Linked DNA regions of Pan troglodytes: region 2 is linked to region 1. A link is a contact called in public HiChIP or PLAC-seq data. All regions are on one chromosome and are shown on one strand. Each heading gives the region's core, a stretch centred on a gene start, on an enhancer-like site or on the middle of the called end of the contact. The rest is flanking DNA. Distances are from core to core; before and after follow the strand shown. Region 1 holds the start of BCAT2 (branched chain amino acid transaminase 2). Region 2 holds the start of FTL (ferritin light chain).

Region 1 (5,480 bases), core at 2,803-5,302:
TCCCGGCCTCCCAAAGTGCTGGGATTACAGGTGTGAGCCACCGCACCTGGCCTTCCTGTGACAGATTTCTATGCCAAGTTTCTCCCAAGAAACCAAGCCTGGTGCCTCTGAAGGCAGCCTTCAAGGAGGGCATGACTTCCCCATTCTGATGCCCCCCTGGCTGGCAGGAGACAATGGATGGCAGGGACCCCATGTCCCGGGGACTGAACTTTCTTCCCCGCTCCATTTTCTGCAGGGGGCAGTAACAGCCATGACCAAAGCTTTGGCCCTGGATGAAAGTCCATATGGTGTCCGAGTCAACTGGTGAGCTGCTCTGAGCAGGCGGAGAGCCTCCTGGGGGAACTGGGGTGACTGGGAGTGATCCCAAGTGATTCGAGACAGATTGCTTTGATCCCCCCTCTCCCTTCCTCTAGTATCTCCCCAGGAAACATCTGGACCCCACTGTGGGAGGAGCTGGCAGCCTTAACGCCAGACCCTAGGGCCACAATCCGAGAGGGCATGCTGGCCCAGGTAGGAGTGGGGTTCAGATCCAGGTGGTAGAAGGTGGCATGGGGGTGGGGGGCATGGCGATCAAGTGGGGCTCCTCTTGACCTCCTTCCCCCCTCTTTTCTCCCCAGCCACTGGGCCGCATGGGCCAGCCCGCTGAGGTCGGGGCTGCGGCAGTGTTCCTGGCCTCCGAAGCCAACTTCTGCACAGGCATTGAACTGCTCGTGACGGGGGGTGCAGAGCTGGGGTACGGGCGCAAGGCCAGTCGGAGCACCCCCGTGGACACCCCCGATATCCCTTCCTGATTTCTCTCATTTCTACTTGGGGCCCCCTTCCTAGGACTCTCCCACCCCAAACTCCAACCTGTATCAGATGCAGCCCCCAAGCCCTTAGACTCTAAGCCCAGTTAGCAAGGTGCCGGGTCACCCTGCAGGTTCCCATAAAAACGATTTGCAGCCAGAAGGAGGAGGATATCGTTATTATTTATTTCCCATCCTTTAGACGAGTCCTTCTGCCCCACTTAGCCCTTGCACCCCAGACCCACAAGTTGCCTCGACCCTGAAGGACTGCAGCTCCCCCCGCCCCCCAACCCCAGGCCTTGCAGCAAGCAGGTGCCTGATGTTGCTAGCCCTGTCGCTGTCGCCAGGGGCTCCTGGGAAGGGTAGAGCGGTTTGGCTTCACCAGCGCGCTAACTAAAGGCCCGCAGGGGAGAGTAAATTAAGCGCTAATTAGGAGGTAATGGAGGGGGAGACGCAGAAGGCCCTCTTACTCTTGGCCCTCAGGGAAAAGGAGTTTTCCTCTCACTGCCTGTAGAATAGGAAGGTGGCTGGCAAGAAAAGTCCAAAGGGAAGAGAAAGTAGGGGGTTGAGACATCTGGATCAGAGGGAGGAGGGGCTGAAACTCCTGGGTTTTGGTCCGCAGGGCACTGGGGGACGCAGACTCCCCAGCTGGACCCAGGAGGGGCGCAGGGCCCGGGTGCGCTGGCGTCCCCCAGGTGAGGGGTGGAGCTGCAGGGCTGCTGCGGATTGGCTGTGGCCGGGGGGGCGTGTGCACCAACCGCTGATTGGCCGCGGCGGGGGCGGGAGCTGTCAGTGGGCCCCGACCCTACAGCCCGGGGCTGGCGGGTGGGGCAGGAGGACTGGGGCGGAGCGCAGAAAAACAGGGCGACGCCCTGTGAGGGAAGGGTCCCGCGGTTTGGCTGTTTGGGCCTGTGGCTGTTAGGGGTGGCAGGATAGTGACCCGGGGACAGGACTTGGGGGCACGGTGGGGGTAGAATTTGGAGACAGAGTGTCCCAGGGTAGGATTGCCGAGACACAATGGCCGAGGGATACGATTTTTTTTTTTTTTTTTTTTTAAATTTGAGACGGAGTCTCACTCTGTCGCCCAGGCTGGAGTGCTGTGGTGCAATGTCGGCTCACTGCAACCTCCGCCTCCCGGGTTCAAGCGATTCTCCTGCCTCAGCCTCCCGAATAGCTGGGATTACAGGCCCCCGGCACCACGCCCAACTAATTTTTGTATTTTTATTTATTTATTTTTATTTATTTTTTTTTTTTTGAGACGGAGTCTCGCCCTGTCACCCAGGCTGGAATGCAGTGGCGCGATCTCGGCTCACCGCAACCTCCGCCTCCAGGGTTCAAATGATTCTCCTGCCTCAGCCTCCCTAGTAGCTGGGATTACAGGCGCACGCCACCACACCCGGCTAATTTTTGTATCTTTAGTAGAGATGGGGTTTCACCATGTTGGTCAGGCGGGTCTTGAACTTCTGACCTTGTGATCCGCCCACCTCGGCCTCCCAAAGTGCTGGAATTACAGGCGTGAGCCACCGTGCCTGGCCTTAATTTTTGTATTTTTAGTAGAGACGGGGTTTCACCATGTTAGCCAGGATGGTCTTGAACTCCTGACCTCAGGTGATCCACCGGCCTTGGCCCCCAAAGTGCTGGGATTACAGGCGTGAGCCACCGCGCCCAGCCGGGGACCTGATTTGAGTGCCACAGTAACCCGCAGGTTTTGGGGGCACAGTAACAGAGGAGCACAATTTAGGGGCCGGTGCCGCAGCTTTGAGTTGCTAGAGGTCAGAGGCATCCTGAAGGGCAGTGATTGGCTAACTCTGGGGTCCTGATGCTGTGGAGACACTCCTGGAGGGATAATCAGGAAGCCCTGCGCTGGGGACTATTCACCGATGAGTGCAGGATTGACAGTTTTCAGGCTTCTCAGATGATAAGGGACTGGAAGGAGCCCTGGTGAACCGTGTGTGTTTTTACCTCTTAAAGAGTCAAGCCAGGCGTGGTGGCTCACGCCTGTAATCCCAGCACTTTGGGAGGCTGAGGTGGGGGGATCACGAGGTCAGGAGTTCCAGACCAGCCATGGCCAACATGGTGAAACCCCAGTCTCTACTAAAAATACAAAAATTAGCCAGGCGTGGTGGCAGGCGCCTGTAATCCCAGCTACTCAGGAGGCTGAGGCAGGAGAACTGCTTGAACCCGGGAGGCGGAGGTTGCAGTGAGCCGAGATCGCGCCACTGCCCTCCAGCCTGGGCTACACATACATCTTTTTCGTTGATAGGAAAAAATACTGGAACAGGGCAGTATCCAGGCTGCAAAGTGAGGCTGCCCTTTATCCCTACCTGCGGCCCTCTTCAGAAGCCCTTCTCCAAAGCACCATTCCCGTTCCTGTGCATTGACGTGGTGTCCGCGTCGCTAAGGGAACGTGATACACGGAATGTCCTGCTCCTTGCCTTTCCCTTTCTTTACCTCGTGCTGCTTATGCTTGCCAGCGATCCGCGACAAAAAATGCATTTTTGCTCCCAAGGAAATGCTTTTTTGAAAACCGTTGCATGCACATTAGTACCTGGCTTGAGTGTGGCTGGAACACAGCCTGGGTGGGGACCGTATTTCTTTTTTCTTTTTTTTCTTTTCTTTTTTTTTTCTTTGAGACGGAGTTCTGCTCTTGTTGCTCAGGCTGGAGTGCAATGGCGCCATCTCGGCTCACCGCAACCTCGGCCTCCCGGGTTCAAGCAATTCTTCTACCTCAGCCTCCCGAGTAGCTGGGACTACAGGCGTCTACCACCACTCCCAGCTAATTTTTGTATTTTTAGTAGGGCGGGGTTTCACCATGTTGGTCAGGGTGGTCTCGAACTCTTGACCTCAGGTGATCCGCCCGCCTCGGCCTCCCAAAATGCTGGGATTACAGGTGTGAGCCACCAAGCCAGGCTTTTTTTTTTTTTTTTGAGACGGAGTCTCACTCTGTCGCCCAGGCTGGAGTGCAGTGGCATCATCTCGGCTCACTGCAACCTCTGCCTCCCCGATTCAAGCAATTCTCCTGCCTCAGCTTTCCGAGTAGCTAAGATTACAGGCGCCCGCCACCACGCCCGGCTAATTTTTTGTATTTTTAGTAGAGACGGGGTTTCATCATGTTGGACCAGGCTGGTCTCTAACTCCTGACCTCAGGTAATCCGCCCGCTTCGGCCTCCCAAAGTGCTAAGATTACAGACCTGAGCCACTTCGCCTGGCAGGGACCGTATTTCAAGTCCTGCCCTCCCACCAGCGCCTGCGCCCCGCAGCAGTGTCTGGCTCCCTGCCGACGCCCTGGAGCTGGGACGGCCTGGGGCGCTGGTCGGCCGCCTTCCCCCAGAAGGAGGCGTGAGCGGGGCGTGGCCGGAACGTCTCTCTTCGGGGCCGCGCCCCGGGCGGGCACAGTTACGCGCCGCACGGATCATGGCCGCAGCCGCTCTGGGGCAGGTGGGTTCGCAGCCCCGCGCCGGGGTCTGTGAAATAACCGGGGGAGGCGCACTTCCGGGAAGACCACTGGCCTGCAGCCGGTCCGACTCGGCGCCGCTCTTCCCGCCCTGGGGTTCCGCTGCAGGGCGCGGAGGAGGATGGCGCCCTTTGGAAAGGAGCACGAGGCTTTAATGGGGTGAGGGGGAGCAGGTAGACGCGGATGAGGTGGGGCAAGTAATTGGTGGGGAGGTTAAAAAAAAAAAAAAAAGGGAAACATGGTGGGGGACCCTGTAATGAGGGAGGCGTGGGGGTGGGGAGGTTGTGATTTGGGGAGCGGAGCCCTGGGGTGCGGTGGGGCATCAGCCTGTGCGGGAGCTGGAATAAAGGGGCCCAGACCTCCAGGGCCGGGTGCAGGTGAGGGCAGAGTTGGACCTCAAGTGTCAGCTCTGGGAATTGGACTCAAGGTCCTATTTCTTGGAATGAAAGTTGAAAAAAATAGAGATGGGGATTGCTGTGCTTCCCAAACTCCTATCTGAAGCTTTGCACCTGGATTGGAAATCGAGGCAGCGTCTCATGGTCAAAGTGACAGATGCTGCAGGCTGGCTGAGACGATCCCTTCTGACTGTGCGATGTCAAACAGCAGCAGCGTTTCCCAGAGTCTATGATTTCAGAGAACAAGGTTTCTCAGCGAGGAAGGAAACAGCCAAAGAAAGGGGTCATTACAAGCCTTCACAGCTGCGGTGTAACCTTGGGAGAACTGTCTGTTAACTTTACACCTGACTTTATTTGAGTCTCTTATCCTAGCTGATGAATGTCAGGGCAGAATTTCACTTTTTTCGGCTCTTAGTGACTGATAGGGATAGTCCTGGGATACCTGGGGTATGTGGGCAATCTGGGCTTTAGTGGTGACATTCCTGGACTGTGGTGGGGCAGTACTGGGCTTTGACAGGTCCACTTGGGACTGATGTGGACCGTCTCATCATGGCACAGTTCTGGTGTCATAGAATGGCCCTGAACTCATGATGGGACATTCCTAGGCTCTGATGAAGATAGAGATATCCTGTAATGGAGATAATTGGGCTGAGTCCTCAGCTGTGATGGGGACAGTCCCGGGGTGTGGAGGGGACAGTGCTGGACCATGGTAGGGACAGTCTGGAAGGTACTGGCCTAGACAGCAACATAGGGATAGTCCTGGGGATTGAAAAAGACAACAATGGGATTTTTTTTTTTTTAATTTCAGACCTGGTGAATAGGAAATAAGCCCTGATATTTGGCAGA
Region 2 (5,577 bases), core at 1,106-3,605, 150 kb before region 1:
CCCAGAAGCCCACGCGACACCTAAGCCCTCAAATCAAGGCTCCTCGCGCGCACGGCCTGCTGGGAGATGTAGTCCATTACCCACACACTAGTTACCTTGATGTCCTGGAAGAGAGCGCGGCCGCCACGCTGGTTTTGCATCTTCAGGAGACGCTCGTAGCCCTCGCGCTTCTCCTCGGCCAATTCGCGGAAGAAGTGGCTCACGCCTTCCAGAGCCACATCATCGCGGTCGAAATAGAAGCCCTACGGGAAGAGATGGAGGCAACAATGGTTAGCGGGGGGCGAGGCCAAGGGGACTCCGCCCTCTGTTTACCCGACCGCACAAAGAAGGCTGGCGCGTGCAGTGAGGGCCGGAGGTGCGCAGCTGGACGAAATTAGGGCCAGGGGCGTCCTGGGGACTCACCAGAGAGAGGTAGGTGTAGGAGGCCTGCAGGTACAAATTGACCAGGCTGTTGACGGCTGCCTCCACGTCGGTGGAATAATTCTGACGAATCTGGGAGCTCATGGTTGGTTGGCAAGAAGGAGCTAACCACAAAAACGGTGCTGGCAGGTCCCAGAAGCAGGAGATGGCCGAGAAGATGGTCCCGGAGGTTGCAAGTGGAGAGGAAATCGGAGGGCGGTCGGAGGCTGGAAGAGAGTCCCCGGATCTGTTCCGTCCAAACACTGTTGAAGCAAGAGACAGACCCGCGGGACCGCCGAACTGCGAGGGGACGTGGCTAGGGCGGCTTCTTTTATAGTGCGCTGGCCCTCGGAGGCAGGGCGCTCGGGGAGGGCTAGCGGCCAATCTGCGGTGGCAGGAGGCGGGGCCGAAGGCCGTGCCTGACCAATCCGGAGCACATAGGAGTCTCAGCCCCCCGCCCCAAAGCAAGGGGAAGTCACGCGCCTGTAGCGCCAGCGTGTTGTGAAATGGGGGCTTGGGGGGCTTGGGGGGGTTGGGGCCCTGGGGCTGATTCTGGAAATGCAGGGGTTCGTGGGCGGGAGGGTGGGGGCTGGGGTCCCTCTGGGAGGCTAGAGTTTTATGGGAGCACTAACAGCCCTGTGAACTGATGACCCTGGGGTCCTGGGGGTGCCTCCGGAAAGTAAGATTCTGGGGTTTCCGAGGGCATGGATTTTTCTGGAACCTTGAGTGGGGGGAGGGGCACCTCAAAGGTGCAGGGAGGACCTGTAGTTGCCTGAGGTTTGCGCTGCAAGATAAGGAGTCTCCGGATCCTTGGGAAGCTTGGAAGGCTGTGAGGTGTTATTTCTGGACCCCTGGAGATCTCTGGAAGATGGAGTGTTGCGGGGACTGGAGTCCTGGGATTTACAGAGGTGGGGGTTCACGATGCAAACTCTCTATATTTTGGAGCCCTCCCCGGGGAAATCTTTAGGTTCTTGAGGTGCTCTGCAAGTTGGAAAGGGCAGTTATTCTGGAGCCGTGGGTTTCACCCAGTGCGGGAAGCCCAGGGGGAGCATTGTATGAGGTAGGGTGACTTCTGGAACCCTGGACAGCCCTCTGGAACCCTCCAAAGATGGGCTGGGACTTTGGGGATACCTTGGAGCTCTTTCAGGGGCCCAGGCTTTTTCTGGGAGTGGAAATGGGGAGGAATGAAAAGTGTGTTTTGAGCTTTGCGGTGTCTCTGGGATTGCATTTCCTGGAGGCTGTTTTGGAGGCAACTCACAGACTTCGAGAATTCTCCGTGGCCCTGAACAGTGTCTCTGAAGTTGCCCTCGTGTCTTGCCTGACGTGTGCTCTTTCAGGCCCACAAAGAGAAGCCCTGCGTTGTGGACAAACAGTCTGGGGACCTATGGACGAGACGTCTGTCTTCGACTAATGCATATTTTTTAAGTGGGCCTGGTCCACGTTGATTTCTGGGAGACGGAGTCGGCGCAAACCTTGACTCTACTTAAGTGCCCTGATGGAGGCAGCCCGTGCGCTGGGCAGGGAGCTGAAGCCACTGGGGTGTGGGGTGAGGTCAGGCCCTGCCCTACAGAGGAGCTGCTTCGAACAGCCCAGGCGGGGCAGCCCCTGACCGAGGGGATCTGCAGATGCCCCGCCAGGCCGGTATCTGGGGTCCTTGTTGCAGGCAGCGACTGCTGAGTCATGCTGAGCTCAGCGCGGGAAGGGGCCCCCGCGGGGACGGATGGGGGTGGGGCCACTCGCTGACCTCATCCCCTTGGCACTCCCCGACTTTTTTGGTGGGACCCTCAGAACTAGACCTGGCTCAGACCCAAATCGGGCCCCCTACCCCAAGGTCCCCCCTTGTTGGAAGCCGGCTGTGTGCTTTGTCTCCGTGTCTTTTTGGTTCCCATAATTTTTTTTTTTCTGGGATCCTGCCTGTGGCCATATTGTCCCCTCACTCTGGGTGGTGGCTCAGTGTACACTCATTGATCCTCTGCCCCTCTCTCTCCCCTGACTTGGGGTCTCTGGGAAGAGTCCATGGAGGAGGGGCAGCCATCCAAAGCACCCCGTTGACTGTGGGGCCCGAGTTACTCATTTACCAAATGTCATACCTCAGCCCAGAGACCTTTGGTCGGCCGAGAGGGGCCTTGGGGCCCATAGGTGGAGGGAGAGGAGGGGCTGAGAGAGACAGGATCTGAAGACCATAGAGAATGTGGGGTGGGGAGACAGAGGCCCAGAGAAAAAGAGACTCAGACAGAGACCCTGAGAGAGAGGGGGACAGAGACCTGGGCAGGGGGACAGAGACCCAGAGAGAGGGAAAAACAGACCCGGAGACAGAGGGGTACAGAGACCCTGAGAGAGAGGGGAGGGGGACAGACCTAGAGAGAGGGGGACAGAGACCCAGAGGGAGGGGAAAAGAGACCCAGAGGGGGGGGGGGGGGACAGAGGTGGGGGGGGACAGAGGCAGGGAGGTACAGAGACACGGGGGTGGGGGGGATAGAGACTCAGAGGGATCCGGCGGGAGGGGACAGAAATCCAGAGTGGGGGACAGATATCCAGAGAGAGGTGGGGACAGAGATCCAGAGAAGGGGGGACAGAGACCCAGAGAGAGGGGGGACAGGGACTCAGAGAGAAGGGGACAGAGACTAGGGAGGACTGAGACCTGGGGTTGGGGGGACAGGGACCCGGGGGCGGGGGACAGGGACCCGGGGGCGGGGGACAGAGACCGGGGAGAGGGAAAGAGACCCAGAGAGAGGGGAGGTACAGAGACCCAAGAGAGAGTGACAGCCAGAGAGAGGACAGAGACCCAGAGAGAGGGGGACAGAAACTCAGGGTGGGGGGACAGACCCAGAGAGAGATGGGGGGCCAGAGATCCAGAGCGGGGGACAGAGACCCAGAGAGAGGGGGCCAGAGGTCTGGGTGCCAGGGGTGGAAAGAGGCCCAGAGAAAGAGGGCCAAAGGTGGGGTGGGAACAGAGGCTCGGAAAGCAAAGACCCAGAGAGAGAGTGGGGACAGAGACCCAGAGATGGGAGGGGGTAAAGACCCAGAGGGGGGCGCCAGAGACCCTGTGACTGAGAACCCACATCCTCTAGCCCCCTTGTCTTCGCTCCGCCTGTGTCTAAGGTCACTGGGCCTCTGAGCTCAGCACCTTCTTCCGGCAGTTCCTCTCCAGGGGGGCCCCACCCAGCTGTGGGGCCAGACCAGGTTCCTCCTCCTCTGCCCTGCCCTCCAGCCTCTCAGTCCCCAGCCAGGTCCCTTCCTCTCTGTCCTCAGCCCAGCTCAGGAGGCCTCTCCCGTGGGCCCTCGCCCTGGTGTCCTCAGCCTGCCACCCTCCAGCGACCTCACCACCAGGCTCCAGAGCCCTTCCTGCTCCTCTGGTCCTCCCATCCCTCCTCCCCCCACTCCCATTCTCCAGTTCAGTAAAGGTATGGCCTCCTGAGGTCCCACGTGTGACATGCCAGGCTGTGGTCCCCGGGCCCCGGAGGCTTGCTCTGCAGCCGGCCGTGCTGTTCTTCCCCTACCCACACGCCTGCTTGGGCCTCACAGGCCGCTGCCTCTGTCCCGCACAGATCATCCTGGGCTGCGACAGATGTACCACCTATCACCCTCCTTTCCCGTGAGCTCCCTTTTCCTTTCCCGTGAGCTCCCTTCTTTTCCTTTCCCGTGAGCTCCTGCAGGTCAGGCCCAGGACCAACTCATCCCTAACCCACAGACCCCATAGGGCACCCCAGAAAAAGATGTCAAGTGAGTGCAGAGAGCCCCACGTCCCTGAGTGGCCCAAGCAGGTATCTCTAGGCCAGCAGACGGCGGGCCCGGCGTGGGGCAGCGGACAGGGCCGGCTCTCCTGACGTGCCGGGGAGCGGGGCAGAGGCCCAGTGACTCAGATGCCGAAGTGTGTCCCGAAGGAGGTTTATTACCCCCTCAAGACCACTCTTCCCCACCCCCCCCAATAATTACAAAAGTAAGAAAAATGCCCATGTCCCCCAATCCCCACCCCTCCCAGAAAAATGCCATAATTTATGGAGGAAAAACACAGTCCAAGGCAGCTGGGGGCCTCAGCCCATCTTCTTCCAGATGGTGAGTGAGGCGGTGAGCACTCCCGCCACAAAGATGGTCACGGTCTGCCACGTGGGCGTCCCAAAGTAGGAGAGGAGGCCGTCCTGGAGACAGGGACATCAGTCGCTTCAGTGACTCGGCCAGGGGCAGCCCCTGGGCAGGCAGAGGCGGGATCAGGGACGGAGGAGGCCAGAAGGCAGGATTGCGGGCAGGGGACTGAGATGAATGGGCATTAAAGAGCTGGACTCAGGCCAGGCATGGTGGCTCACACCTGTAATCCCAGCACTTTGAGAGGCTGAGGCGGGAGGATCGCTTGAGGCCAGGAGTTCGAGACCAACCTGGGCAACATAGCGAGACCCCTTCTCAGTGGGAAAAAAAAAAAAAAAGGAAAGAGCTAGGGTCAGAGGGTCATCAATGAACTTGAGCAATTCCAGAGGCAGTGGAGGCTCCAGGGAGGGCAGAAGGCACTAATCAAGTCAAGGTCACAGTGAGGTCAGGGGTCACTGGGAGGTCAGCAGGGTAGATGAATCGGGGATTGATCAGACATGTAAGGAAAACGCATTATAGACCACATCTGATGATCTGAAGATGGGGAGAGGGCACCACTGTGACCTGCTCCAGAAGGCCCAGGGTCCCAGAGGAGTGGCGGGGGGGCAGGGACGGTGGGGCAGGGGCAGTGGTGAGGGCGCGGTGGTGGGGGTGAGGAGGCTTGAGGAGTCTCACCCAACCACCCTGGTCTTGGATCCAGCCCAACAGCCGCTCCCGGAGGAAGTCCAATGTCCAGCCCATGATGGTTCTGATCAGTTCCGGCACCTTGGTGCACAGGGCCTGTGGGGAGTGGAGTGGGCGTTAGGGACTGAACCTTGTCCCCACTGCCTGGAGATAGTGGCCCCAAACCTCCTTTCTCAATTCTTTGCCTCCCCTCAAAGATTTCTGCCACCCACAATTGAAGTCGGCTTCAAAAATTGTAAACATGGCCAGGTGCGGCGGCTCATGCCTGTAATCCCAGCATTTTGGGAGGCCAAGGCAGGCGGATCACTTGAGGTCGGGAGTTCAAGACCAGCCTGACCAATACAGAGTAATGCCATCTCTACTAAAAATACAAAATTAGCCGGGCGTGGTGGCACATGCCTGTAATCCCAG

Evidence for each region. HiChIP or PLAC-seq counts read pairs in DNA pulled down with a chosen protein or histone mark.
Region 2: a contact with region 1 is called in an H3K4me3 HiChIP or PLAC-seq map of stem cell-derived excitatory neurons, with 2.7 times the contacts expected there. The contact joins the promoter of FTL here to the promoter of BCAT2 in region 1. A contact is called at or near these places in 4 of 7 Hi-C or Micro-C datasets (blood, induced pluripotent stem cells, a lymphoblastoid cell line and 1 more), 1 of 1 datasets of contacts at active chromatin or transcription factors (stem cell-derived excitatory neurons) and 1 of 1 other capture datasets (stem cell-derived neural stem cells).

The regions. Positions count from the first base shown.
Region 1 is chr20:51,748,142-51,753,621 of NHGRI_mPanTro3-v2.0_pri, reverse strand. It overlaps BCAT2 (branched chain amino acid transaminase 2), which reads left to right and starts at 4,052. Exons shown (of 11, transcript XM_001171838.8): 1 at 4,052-4,223. The coding sequence starts at 4,200. HSD17B14 (hydroxysteroid 17-beta dehydrogenase 14) reads left to right here. Exons shown (of 7, transcript XM_024351533.3): 5 at 236-303; 6 at 414-510; 7 at 618-948. The coding sequence ends at 791.
Region 2 is chr20:51,901,281-51,906,857 of NHGRI_mPanTro3-v2.0_pri, reverse strand. FTL (ferritin light chain) reads right to left here and starts at 2,355. Exons shown (of 4, transcript XM_063802058.1): 1 at 403-2,355; 2 at 96-242. The coding sequence starts at 504. BAX (BCL2 associated X, apoptosis regulator) reads right to left here. Exons shown (of 6, transcript XM_063802057.1): 5 at 5,158-5,262; 6 at 4,272-4,538. The coding sequence ends at 4,434.